2 separate regions of the Mus musculus genome follow, and region 2 is linked to region 1. The links are chromatin contacts, called in public HiCAR-type maps. All regions are on one chromosome and are shown on one strand. The core of a region is the stretch at or near the end of the contact, and the rest is flanking DNA. Distances in the headings are between cores, read along the strand shown.

Region 1 (5,744 bases), core at 1,087-3,586:
TTTTGCAGGAAATTGTAACACTGCTTTCTAGGGTATCTGTATCATTTGCACCCCCAACAGCAATGTGTTCTACCATCTCACACCTTTGCCAACACTCACTGTTATCTGCTCTTATTTAATTTTAATTGTTCTGGTTTTATTAAATTTTGGTCTTAATTTACAATTCTTTGTTGGCATGAATTTCTCCTTTATTCATCTGCTCTCCACATACTCTTCTAATGGAATTATTTTCTGAACTTCATTTGTAAATTGAATTGTCAAATTTCTTTATGTTGAGACTAGGGTGTTCTTTAAGTCATCTGCAGCCAAGTCCTTTGTTTGACTCCTGGATGCAAATGAAAATTATTCAATTTTAATCCCTTTACCAGTTTGATTACTATGTTTTCTTCCCATATTATGTTTGCCATAGAACAAAACAACATATGTTGAATATCTGCCACCAGGGTCCCATATTTGTTTGAGATCTGCATTGATGGGTGACCTTGCTAATTTACTGTGATAGTTTTGTCTTCCCAAAACAACCAATCCCTAAGGTGTCCCATTCCTTATCAAATGATCCTCCTGAAAACTCACAACTTCACCTTTGAGAATGGCTTTGTTTCTTTCTCATGTATCAATCCACATTTCTCTTGCTGGTGGCACCATCCCACTCCTGGCCTCTTTATCCTCATGTTGACCTTTCTTATCATACTGGTATCTCTTATTTTTCTGGAGTTAGTAGGCTTGAGAGTCAAAAATAGTATTATTCTGTCCTCTACCAAAAAATGTCCCACGTTTCCACTACCTAAAACTGGTATCCAAACTCGGAGACCTGTATTGAAGGCCTTCTGCTTTCACTGTCTTGTTTCTTTTATCTACCTATTTATTTATCTGTCATGTCTATTTATTTATCTTTTATCTACCCATGACTATATAAGCACTCAGCTGCATTGATGATGCCCCCATTTTTCCCAGCATAACAGTGCTATGAATAGACACAAAAGAAAAATCTCCTGTTCCAGGAGATGAACCATCTAGTTTATGAATCAAACTGTTTTTGTGGCAATAAAATTCACCCAGCAGCCTAGCTATCTTTTGGAATCTTTTTTTATTTTAGGAAAACAGAAATATAGCCATACTTTCTAATAATATTCTATAATATTTTTGTTCAGTACAGAGAGTCAAACATGTTGACATTAGACAACAAAGTCTCTTGAACATATTCAATGTGGCTCAACTAGTTTAGGCAATGTATATAATTTTATAGCTTCCTAATATATCTGGTATCCATTATTCAATCTTGAGATTGATCTACGCTGTCCCGTGTAGCTCTAGATTGTTCTTCTCACTACAGCATCCTTTCCATTGTGGGCTCATTTTATCAGGTTTCTTGATTTAGACATATACATTTAAGGAGTTTCTGGCTTAGTGATATTAGAACCCACATTGCCATGAACACTTTAATGTATAGAATTTTGTGAGCGTATGTAATTTTTTCCACCCTGTGCTTAGGAAAGGAAAACCTAAAATATGGTGTAGGCTGTTCATGAGCTTCTGTGAAGGCTACCAGATGTCAAAAGTGGTGGATTTAATGTAAAATTTAAAAGACCTCTTACAGGAATCTCGTTTGAAAATGGATATATCTTAATGTTAAGTGAACTAAACAGATAAAATTAGAAAGAGACTCTAGGTCACCAAGTCCTGACAGAACAGGCAGTGTTGTTTTCTTGCAATTACAAAGTGGCCAGGGTGTAGGTGGCTTGTGCGGAAATGAGTGTGTTTAAAGACTAAGGTACTGAGCCCAGCTTCTGTACAATAGGTAGTATGTGAAGCAATTCAGCCTAAATTTATTTATTTACTTGTTTGTTTTTTATTTGTCATTTAAAAACATCTGCCTATGGTTTCAAGTGTTTTTAAATTAGCTTAGTTTTGAGTGGGTGCTAATAAAACTACTGTGTGTGACAAGTGATAATAAAGTCCTTGTGTCCTGTTGGCATGTGGATGAGAGTTTATATTATTCAATGGAGAGAATGGGCTTTGTTCATTTTAACAAAATACTTCTCCAAGGCAGTTTGAACCTGCCTCGCTCTCACTGTTAAACCACTGAACTGCCTCAAAATTCCTTTTTACTAGCCTAGATAATTTCTCATAATCCTTACCTGTACATATTTGTAGCTGAACATATTGGAGAGCATAAACAAAAAGGAGCTACTTTTTCCAGTAATGGAGTACAAACCCAGACAATAGTCTGTGCCAATTAGGAGAATCTACAAACAGCTGCTGTGTTCTCAGAGCTCTCAGCACTGCCGCCAACAACTTTCAGAAGAAATGAGCTCATTTTTTCCCTCAGCAGGCAGTATTCTCTTGGTTCCTGTGTGGCCTCCCCTGTAGCAAGTAGCACAGGCTCACATTGTGAGCCTTGCTACTGGCAGACTAAGAAGGTACACAGAACACATTTAATTGGGTTCATTCAGACTCTTGAATCTGAAAACTAAAAGGGTCTGTAAGGAAAAGTTCCATATTATATTACTAAAATTTTAATGAATTTTATAAATGCAAACACAAATTTAGATACAGAAGCCAATAATTTATTAGAGGATGGAAATCTAAAAAGCCCTGCAAAGAGTTTCTTCTCATATATATTTACAGATAGCCTGAGGGTCACCTTTATTGATTTTTAAGAATAATGCCTTTTGGAATAAGTATAGAAGCATATTTTCCCAAAGTGTTTATGAACATACTTGCTATTTGTTTTAATAGTGAGCTAACAAATACTGTCTTTAAAAGAAATGTAGGTGCTATAAATAAATTAAAGCCAAATCTTAAATCTTGACCTTCATGAAATGAGGCACAGAATGGGAAAGTGATAATTGTCTGTTTTCCCTGTAACCATAGCTGTCAAACTGACTTCATGCAGGCACTAGCCTCAGCAGCTTCTTGGAGAATGCTTGGCATTCTTAGCTGAATAAACTGTTACCGAAGTCACTATATGCCAAATCCAGTGACCACTCTTCAGTCTTCATTGTATTTAGTTTGACAAGTCACATAGCTCACAATTTCCCTTTCTTCATGTACTCTTCAATATGTAATTTCTATACTAGCCTTAGACTTTTAGCTGGTTGCTGTAGGGAAGATCTGCAAAGCTGTCTACTGGTATCTGTCACAGAGCAGTCTTGGCTGTGAATTTCTTTTAGGTCTATATTCCATGAATCACAATTGTACAACTGACCCTGCTCCATAGAGAGAGCTCAAGTTGATGTATCTAAACACACAGCTGACATTCCCACAAGAATGTCTTAAGATGCATCTCAGTTTTCAAAATGCCCATCTTTCATTTCCAAATCAGCAGATACTATTAACTTTTATCCCCAGGCTCAAAGTAAATGCCTAGGATTCTAAGCTGGAGAGATGGCTCTAAGGTTAGGAGCACTTGCTTCTTCAGAGGATACAGGGTTGGTTTCAGTACCCAAGTGGTAGTTGACAGTTGTCCATAATTCTAGCTGGAAGAGACCTAATGTCCTCTTCTGACATCGTTGAGCAAAAGGCATGTGTATGGTACACCTATACTCATGCAAAGAACATTCATCCACATAAAATTAAATATGTAGATTTTTAAAAACTAGAATTCATCCTGGATTTCCTGACACACACCTGGAAAATGTCTGTATGCACATATATCCAGCTATTGAACATTGTATAGTTAAGTCTACACACAAACACTTTCCAATTGGTTTGGTCTTTCCATCATCATAGCTTTTGCAGGAATCAGACACTACCACCTGTTAGCAATATAGCTAGAACAGTCACCTAATCTTATCTCCAGCCAAGTTGTTCAGTCTCATCTTCCCATGCCTCCTGCTTGTTGTGGGGACCCAGGTCTCCCCATACCTCCTGCTTATTATGAGGACCCAGGTCTCCCCATACCTCCTGCTTATTATGGGGACACAGGTCTTCCCATACCTTATGCTTGTCATAGGTCCCAGTCTTTCTGACAAGATTTCTGTTTCTTATGTATTGTTCCTATTCAGAAATTTCCTGGGGTTTTTTTTTTCTGTTTATAAAATTGTCTCCAAACAGAATGTAACTATCTCAAATCAAATAGTAACTTTTTCACCTGGATATTCTATAATCCATCTCAACTCTTCCACTATTTTTCTGTAAATAGTGTCAGATCACATAGATATAGGGCTTAAAGCCAAAACACTAACCCCACACACACACTTCAGAAACCAGTGAAATCTGTGCTTACACTCAATTATCTATAAATCAAGGTTTCCATGGCCCCCACTTGGGTTGGAATAATTTACTAAAGTGGTTCATGAAACTCAGGAAAATAACTTACTCGTTTTGTTTTGAAGAACCACTGCAAAGAATACCAACAGCCAGATGAAGAGATGGGCAGAGAGAAAAAGCACTGAAGTTCTACTCACTTTATAGATAAGTCCTCACCATGTGCCAGGTGCCCTGAAATTCTGATAATACAGTTTTAGGGTGAGTTTTGTTATCTAACTATGGTTGGCTAAATAATGTGCATGACTGATCAACTTAAACTCCAGTATCTCTACCTTTAGGGGAAAGATGAAAGTCCCAAATTCTCATCACACCTAAAAATTTTGATTGGCCAACTACCATATTGCAGCTACTTAGGCACAACCCCACCATTCATTAGCATACAAGAAATATCATTTCACTCTTTATTCCAGACTCCAAAGGCTTTTTTTTTAATTTTATGTTAGAAAATGTGGATGAAGAACAAGTGTGTGTGTGTGTCTGTGTGTCTGTGCCTGTGTCTGTGTGTGTTTGTATACTTGTAACATATAAATTAAGCCCACAATGGGTCAGTTAATTTTACCAAGTGAATCAATGAACTATCAGTATACTGGGATTACCTAGAGGAAATATTGGCAAATTATAGAATGGCAAGCCCTAGTTTACCAATTTATTCACTTGTTCTGCAATAGTCTGCCATTTGTACTAGTGCAAACATGTAAGAGGATCTTAGGTGCCTCCTTTAAAACCATAGTAAATGGTGAATGCATCAACTCAGTCTTTATTTTCCAATTAGCCTGATATACATCTACTAGTATTCCTTGCCATTACTCATCTTACTGACGAGAACTTACCTTAAACAGTAAAGTCTTTGGAGGACTAGGTCTTGCTAGTCAACTCTCAGTCCATACTCCTAGGCTGCTAAATTATCTATTTTTACCTGGTGGGCTCCAGAATTTTTTTTTTTGGCCTGAGCCATGGGTTTACGAGAGGCTTCAAGTTGGAAGCATTTATTATCTTATCAAGGAGCTGACCCTTTGACTATGCCTCTGGCCTTAGCATAGTTATATGTTTAGCCCTTAGGCAGGATGTCTATTTTTCTTTTGCTGGATCCTGTTATATTCTATTCTCTGAGAGTCCTACCACTCAGATGCATAATAGTGTTTTAAGAGCAGCTAATTTTATTCTGCAGAGTATGAAATCATAAAATTTAAAACATCGTAAGCATTTTTGGTATTGCTTTTCTCTGCATCTTTATATTTAAATTTGAACAAGAATGAACCAAGGGATAATAGTCAAACTTTTAAGATATTTAAGTCATATAAATATTAAATACCACTTTAATATTTTTACATCTACCGGTTTCTATGTGTCTCTCACACACAGATGTATACTCACTCTAACTGATTTGAATATTATTGACTATAACATTATTTCATGTTGTAGGGTTTTTCTCTATTTGCTCAAAAAATTTGCTTTTCAATTGTTGGAAACAG
Region 2 (5,744 bases), core at 1,907-4,406, 190 kb before region 1:
CGCACGCATGCACGCACGCAAGCACCACTATCCACCTAAATTAATTCCTTGGTTTGATAAAACCACTGTTTATTTACCTGCTTTCCTAGCTGAGTAATGATTTGTATAATACTATAAATAACTACAGGCCCTAATTCTTATTTCAATTTTCTACAGATTTCTGAGTTCTTATAAACGTCAAAATAAAATCAAAATGCATCACCAACATACAACCAACTGACATGCTGGAGTCTTAGGGTGGCCTTGCAGAGACAGAAAAAAGAAGAGTTTGAGGGATTGATTTCACCATCTAACAGCTTCTGGCTACTTCACAGCAGGGTTTGAGACCTACCTACAGGGCTCCTAAACATAAAGCGAATCAGCCTGGGAGGGCATGCACAGGAAATTTGGCCTTGGCTTTAGTGGTGCTGGAAGCCCATGATATGACAGAAGTAGGCCTCTGAAGCTATTCTGGTGTCTCACTCTGTCCTTTCTCCTTCTGTGCTTGGAGCCAACATCTGGAGGGGCCTCGAGGCCTGCCAAGCAGCCAAAGATCCTGGCTCAGTGTTGACTTCGTGTTCCTCTCCGAGAAAAGTGTGTTTCTTCCGATTCTGCTCTCCTACTGCTGGCACCGCGCCGGTGGTACTTTGAAGGTTTTGGTCCTGGGATAGTTGAAGTACCTGTTGGTGCCACAGATGCCCTCACTTAAACATCATCGGATGCAAATGGATCAGTGATCGCTCTTGAGCCTCGGTGGCCCTCTTTTTCAGAACGTTGCCTCCAAAGTGTATCCCCCCTTTGGCCTGGAAGTTCTGCAGCTATCCCATAGGACTGGGGTCTCCGCTTTCCAGTTGGAAGGAGACTACTGGGAGAGAGGAAGGGGCTGCTGGAAGAGAAGAAGAAGGAAAAAAGAGCTGAAGGAGGGTGCGCCCCTCCCACTGCCGCCTCCCCCCTCCCTCCCACTCCTCTGCGGACCCCCATTTCTCTGTGAAGGTGTCCAGGACCGCTTCGACCCTGTCGCCCCCGGCTCCCCCCCGCCGCACCCCAGCCCCGAGCATGGGGACGGCGCTGGTCCAGCGCGGGGGCTGCTGTCTCCTCTGCCTGTCGCTGCTGCTGCTGGGCTGCTGGGCAGAGCTGGGCAGCGGGCTGGAGTTCCCGGGCGCCGAGGGCCAGTGGACGCGCTTCCCCAAGTGGAACGCGTGCTGCGAGAGCGAGATGAGCTTCCAGCTGAAGACGCGCAGTGCCCGCGGCCTCGTGCTCTACTTCGACGACGAGGGCTTCTGCGACTTCCTCGAGCTCATCCTGACGCGCGGCGGCCGCCTGCAGCTCAGCTTCTCCATCTTCTGCGCCGAGCCCGCCACGCTGTTGGCCGACACGCCGGTCAACGACGGCGCCTGGCACAGCGTGCGCATCCGCCGCCAGTTCCGCAACACCACGCTCTACATCGACCGCGCCGAGGCCAAGTGGGTGGAGGTCAAGTCCAAGCGCAGGGACATGACGGTGTTCAGCGGGCTCTTCGTGGGCGGCCTGCCACCCGAACTGCGCGCCGCGGCCCTCAAGCTCACGCTGGCCTCGGTGCGCGAGCGCGAGCCCTTCAAGGGCTGGATCCGTGACGTCCGGGTCAACTCGTCACAGGCCCTGCCGGTGGACGGCGGCGAGGTCAAGCTGGACGACGAGCCTCCCAACAGCGGTGGCGGGAGCCCATGCGAGGCGGGCGAAGAAGGCGAGGGCGGCGTGTGCCTCAACGGGGGCGTGTGCTCCGTGGTCGACGACCAGGCCGTATGCGACTGCTCGAGGACCGGCTTCCGTGGCAAGGACTGCAGCCAAGGTAAGGCCTGCCCGACCCCGCGGAGCCTCGGCCTGGGCTGGGAGGGAGGCCGGTGCATGGGGCCTTCCTCCTCCGGAAGCCTCTGGGTGAAGGCCTGTCCCTCCCCACCATGCTGCCTCCGTCTGCAGCCTCTTAGGGGGCACACCGACTACATCTCCAGAGGGAGGCCGTGTCCATGTGACCTCCTCCCAAAGGACAAAATCCCGCAGCGGAACATTGGCAGGTCCCTGTAAATCCTTTGGCCACTGCCTACCTAAATGGTCCTCTACTGCCCTGTACCATCAGTAGCCATAGTATCCAGACATTGACTATAAGGTTGTTGACAACTGTCCAGAACATGTGTTTGACTGAACATGTGTTTGGTGAGAAAACTAGATGGAGAGTGAGCAGCTGTGGGCTTGCAGTAGAGCTGTCCATATGGTTACTGGTCACAGCACACTCGACAGGCCATAGGGCCCGGGTGCCTTTGCAAATCCAAGACCTGACCCTGGTGTGGAAGAGAGATTTTTTCTTGACGAACAGGAGGCTTTTTAGAAACTATTGTTTCCCATGGTTCTGTCCCAATCCCAAATTTGTCATATTTAAGAAGAATTTTCTGATTTCTTTGGTTTCTTCAAGTGTGAGATAGCTCAGCTACCATTGAGGAATGTTAGAGATGAGACAATGTATTCCTTGATTAACAAGTGCTTGGTAACAAAATAGAACAGTTTATGTGTTGCTGGATCAGGAAGATTAAACAGGATGCATGTGAGCCATGGTAGGAGATTTTTCCAAGGATAGTCAGCTGATGACGTTCATCTAAGTAGCAGAAGTCGAATTGTTTCTGTGGTCCTTAAGGGCTTAAAATAAACAAAGTACATCTAAGCATTATCTTCACCACTTTACATCTAAAATTCTGTTTTCTATGTATCTCTTCCATGTTATTTATTTACTCATTTATTTATTCATTTATTCATTTATTTATTATGACAGTGACCAAGGAAAATATAATTGTATGACTACAGGAAAACCTCTAAACAGAAAGTGGTATTCCTAGGATGAAACATGAATGTGTTAGAGGCTAAGCAGGATGGGTGGCTTGGTACGTTCCATTAGGTAAAATCAGGGCAGCCAGTGCCCTTATAGTTGTAGTGCAAAGATAAATTATTTTTTCTGACTTGAAAAGACTGGGACAAAAAGCTCTGTGTGGCTGTATTTTATTGTGTAATGTATGGTATTGTTTTTGTTTTTCTTGGTTTTGTTTCTTTCTTACTTTTTAAATTTTGGCTGATACTGTTGAGAGAAGCAAGCCTTTGTAATTCTTATTAGACTTGGCAGCTCTCTCTTTTGGCCTTAAAAGAAAGGAAGACATGATGAAATTTGTAACAGCTTAAACAGCAAAGGGACTTAGTTAGAGGGGAAAAATGTTATTCAGGAGTGGTCTGTAGCTTCCATGGGAACAGTGATGGGTTGGCCAAGAATTATTAACTACGCTTTGTTTTCATATGGGTTTGTGTTAGGTATTTTGGTATAAGGAGTTAGAGATGACCCTGTGTCCCACACTATACTTTCAGCTCTGCTGGTGAATTTCCATGAACATAAAATCAGATTTCATGTTTTTAAAAAAATGACACAGAACAATTCTTTTCCTCTACCAAATCTAGCTGACTTGTAAATCATGACTATGATAACTATAAGAGATCAATTCAGTTGTACAACTTGAAGCTGCCTACATTTATACTGATTAATAGAGAATGGCAAATATTATTTTTATGGAAAAAAAATACTTCTCTAGGCATCCTAATTCCACTTTAAATGATAAAGAAGGCAACTTAATGAAATATAACTTTCTTTCTTAAATTAAGAAACAAACATGACACAATGACAGCTTGTACTGTGTGGGAGAGTGTTTTAAATGAATTTTAAAAATATTTCTATGCATTTTAATGTAGGGAACCAAGGATCATGCATAATCAGAAACAGTTAAGAGTGAAGAAAGCCTGCAAAAAAAGTGATGTTAAAAAGAAACAGAAAAAGATGCATCCAAAATACATTTTGTTTTGGCAAAGGCATAGCTATTTCTGTAAGGTGCATGATTTGAAATTAAGAGGAGGAATATTGGGACATTATAATATCTGATGCCTAAGAAAACTCATCCCAAGGAAGTCAGTCCATCAGCATTGTTCTGAACATTCATTCATTTTGAAAATTTAAGCTGAAAGAGAATACACTCACCATGGCAGGAAAACAAAAGGCTGAATTCCTTTCATTGTTAGAGAAATGGGAGGTGGAATGACTATGGCATAGTCTGTCTTCCCAGAAGTATTGGCTTGGCTTGGCTTATTTTCTCTGTTTCATGTATGTCAAGTGACTATTGAATAATTAATTGGAATGGATGCCTCTCCCAACACCAATCATGCATGACAACTGGGGGAGATGATTTCTATTCAGATCAAGTGTAAACAAAGCTCTGTCTGCATTCAGTATTTACCCTGATTACTACGTTCTCTATAAACCCAATTAAAAAACATAAATAAATATTCCTTACAGACCGTGTTCAGGAAATATTACAGTTAAGCTAATATTAAGCACAAAGTTAAAGCATATCAGTCACTACAATCCTTTTATACTTAGTTTTGGAATTTCATTTTATTGTAGTGGCCTTCTATTTGAAACAATTAAGAATAAAAATATGGTAACGATATCTAGTGATAACAATCTGGTTCTATCCTCCCCATCTAGAATGTCTGATATAATCTGTACCTATGACTTCCCAGAATATTTTTGTTGAATGAGTTCTGTTTCATCCTTGCTGTATTTACGTGGCTTAATAAGATTTATTGATTTTTCTACATGATTATGTACTGTTGGAGAGAAAACACCAGAAAAGTTATGCTTTGTGCTCAGGTTAATGACAGAGCCTAGAACAGATCATAATCACCTTATTTCCAAATCATGTTTTTTTTCTCATGTACTAAGTTTTACATCCTTCAGGTTTATTCTCTCTCCCTCTCCCTCTCCCTCTCCCTCTCCCTCTCCCTCTCCCCCTCCCCCTCCCCCCCTCCCCCTCCCCCTCCCTCTCCCCCTCCCCCTCCCACTCCCCCCCCTCTCTCTCTCTCTGTGTGTGTGTGTGTGTGTGTGTATGTGTGTGTGTGTGGTGGGAGGAGGATTAAGGTGTTTTCCAAAGAACAAAGATTCATATAAAACGACCACAGAAACTGATATCTTATGCACCATTGATGTTTCTGACTCTGAACATTAGCCTCAGAACTCAACTACTTAACAATGTCACCCTTCTTGAATGATGGATGCTTATGGGGCACATAGTTTTTTCCATTGGATTATACTCATCTAAGTGCGTCAGTGTCATTATTATTTTATAAGTTCCTACTTAAGCATAGTGATAGATTTCTAGGAGCTTCAAAAACTTAGAGAACTTCATGACCACCAATCTTAAAATTAAGGATAAAATGACAATCAATAAGACAGTAAATTGTATCTGTGATCCCCAGATCTAAGTAAGTTCTAGACATTTTAGGATCACATGTTAAAATTTCAAACTAGGTTGTGATTCTATTTTCTTTCAGTTTTCTTACTTAAATTAATATAAAGACACATTATTGCTTAATATAATTGGGCATGGCAGTGTGGTAAATAAATGTCTTTAGTGAAGTACTGCTTCAATTAGATCTTTTATGTAATTTATTGAAACCAGAGATTTGATGATACATTCATATATGTGATAATACATCTTTCTTTTATATAAAGAATAGATTGACTGCTTTGCACATCCCAGAGCATTAGGCTTATGCAATGTAATAGTGAGTACACTTAGAAGTAGATCTTACCTCATCAGCCATCCTATATTCTACTGAGGAGTCATACTATTATATATTATATATATGTGTGTATGTTTATGAGTCTAAAATAGGGACATATTTATTAAAATGGCTACAAG

Evidence for each region. HiCAR-type assays count read pairs that join an accessible place to other places.
Region 2: a contact with region 1 is called in a HiCAR-type map of astrocytes, with 10 times the contacts expected there. The contact joins two enhancer-like sites. A contact is called at or near these places in 2 of 484 Hi-C or Micro-C datasets (brain and cerebral cortex) and 4 of 115 datasets of contacts at active chromatin or transcription factors (astrocytes, bone marrow-derived dendritic cells and neural progenitor cells).

Annotation. Positions count from the first base shown.
Region 1 is chr17:90,889,068-90,894,811 of GRCm38.p6, reverse strand. The region is part of intron 5 of Nrxn1 (neurexin I); the gene reads left to right. Among named protein-coding and RNA genes, the nearest start is that of 4930480K15Rik, 31 kb to the right of the region's middle. Within about 2 kb of position 2,336, at least 71 of the 459 cell types and tissues checked have an H3K27ac peak or open chromatin away from gene starts, as enhancers often do. A contact at or near this core is called in astrocytes and neural progenitor cells, where this site is marked.
Region 2 is chr17:91,084,018-91,089,761 of GRCm38.p6, reverse strand. Nrxn1 (neurexin I) reads left to right here. Exons shown (of 23, transcript NM_020252.3): 2 at 157-1,807. The coding sequence starts at 1,036. Among named protein-coding and RNA genes, the nearest start is that of Nrxn1, 5.9 kb to the left of the region's middle. Within about 2 kb of position 3,156, at least 17 of the 459 cell types and tissues checked have an H3K27ac peak or open chromatin away from gene starts, as enhancers often do. A contact at or near this core is called in astrocytes and neural progenitor cells, where this site is marked.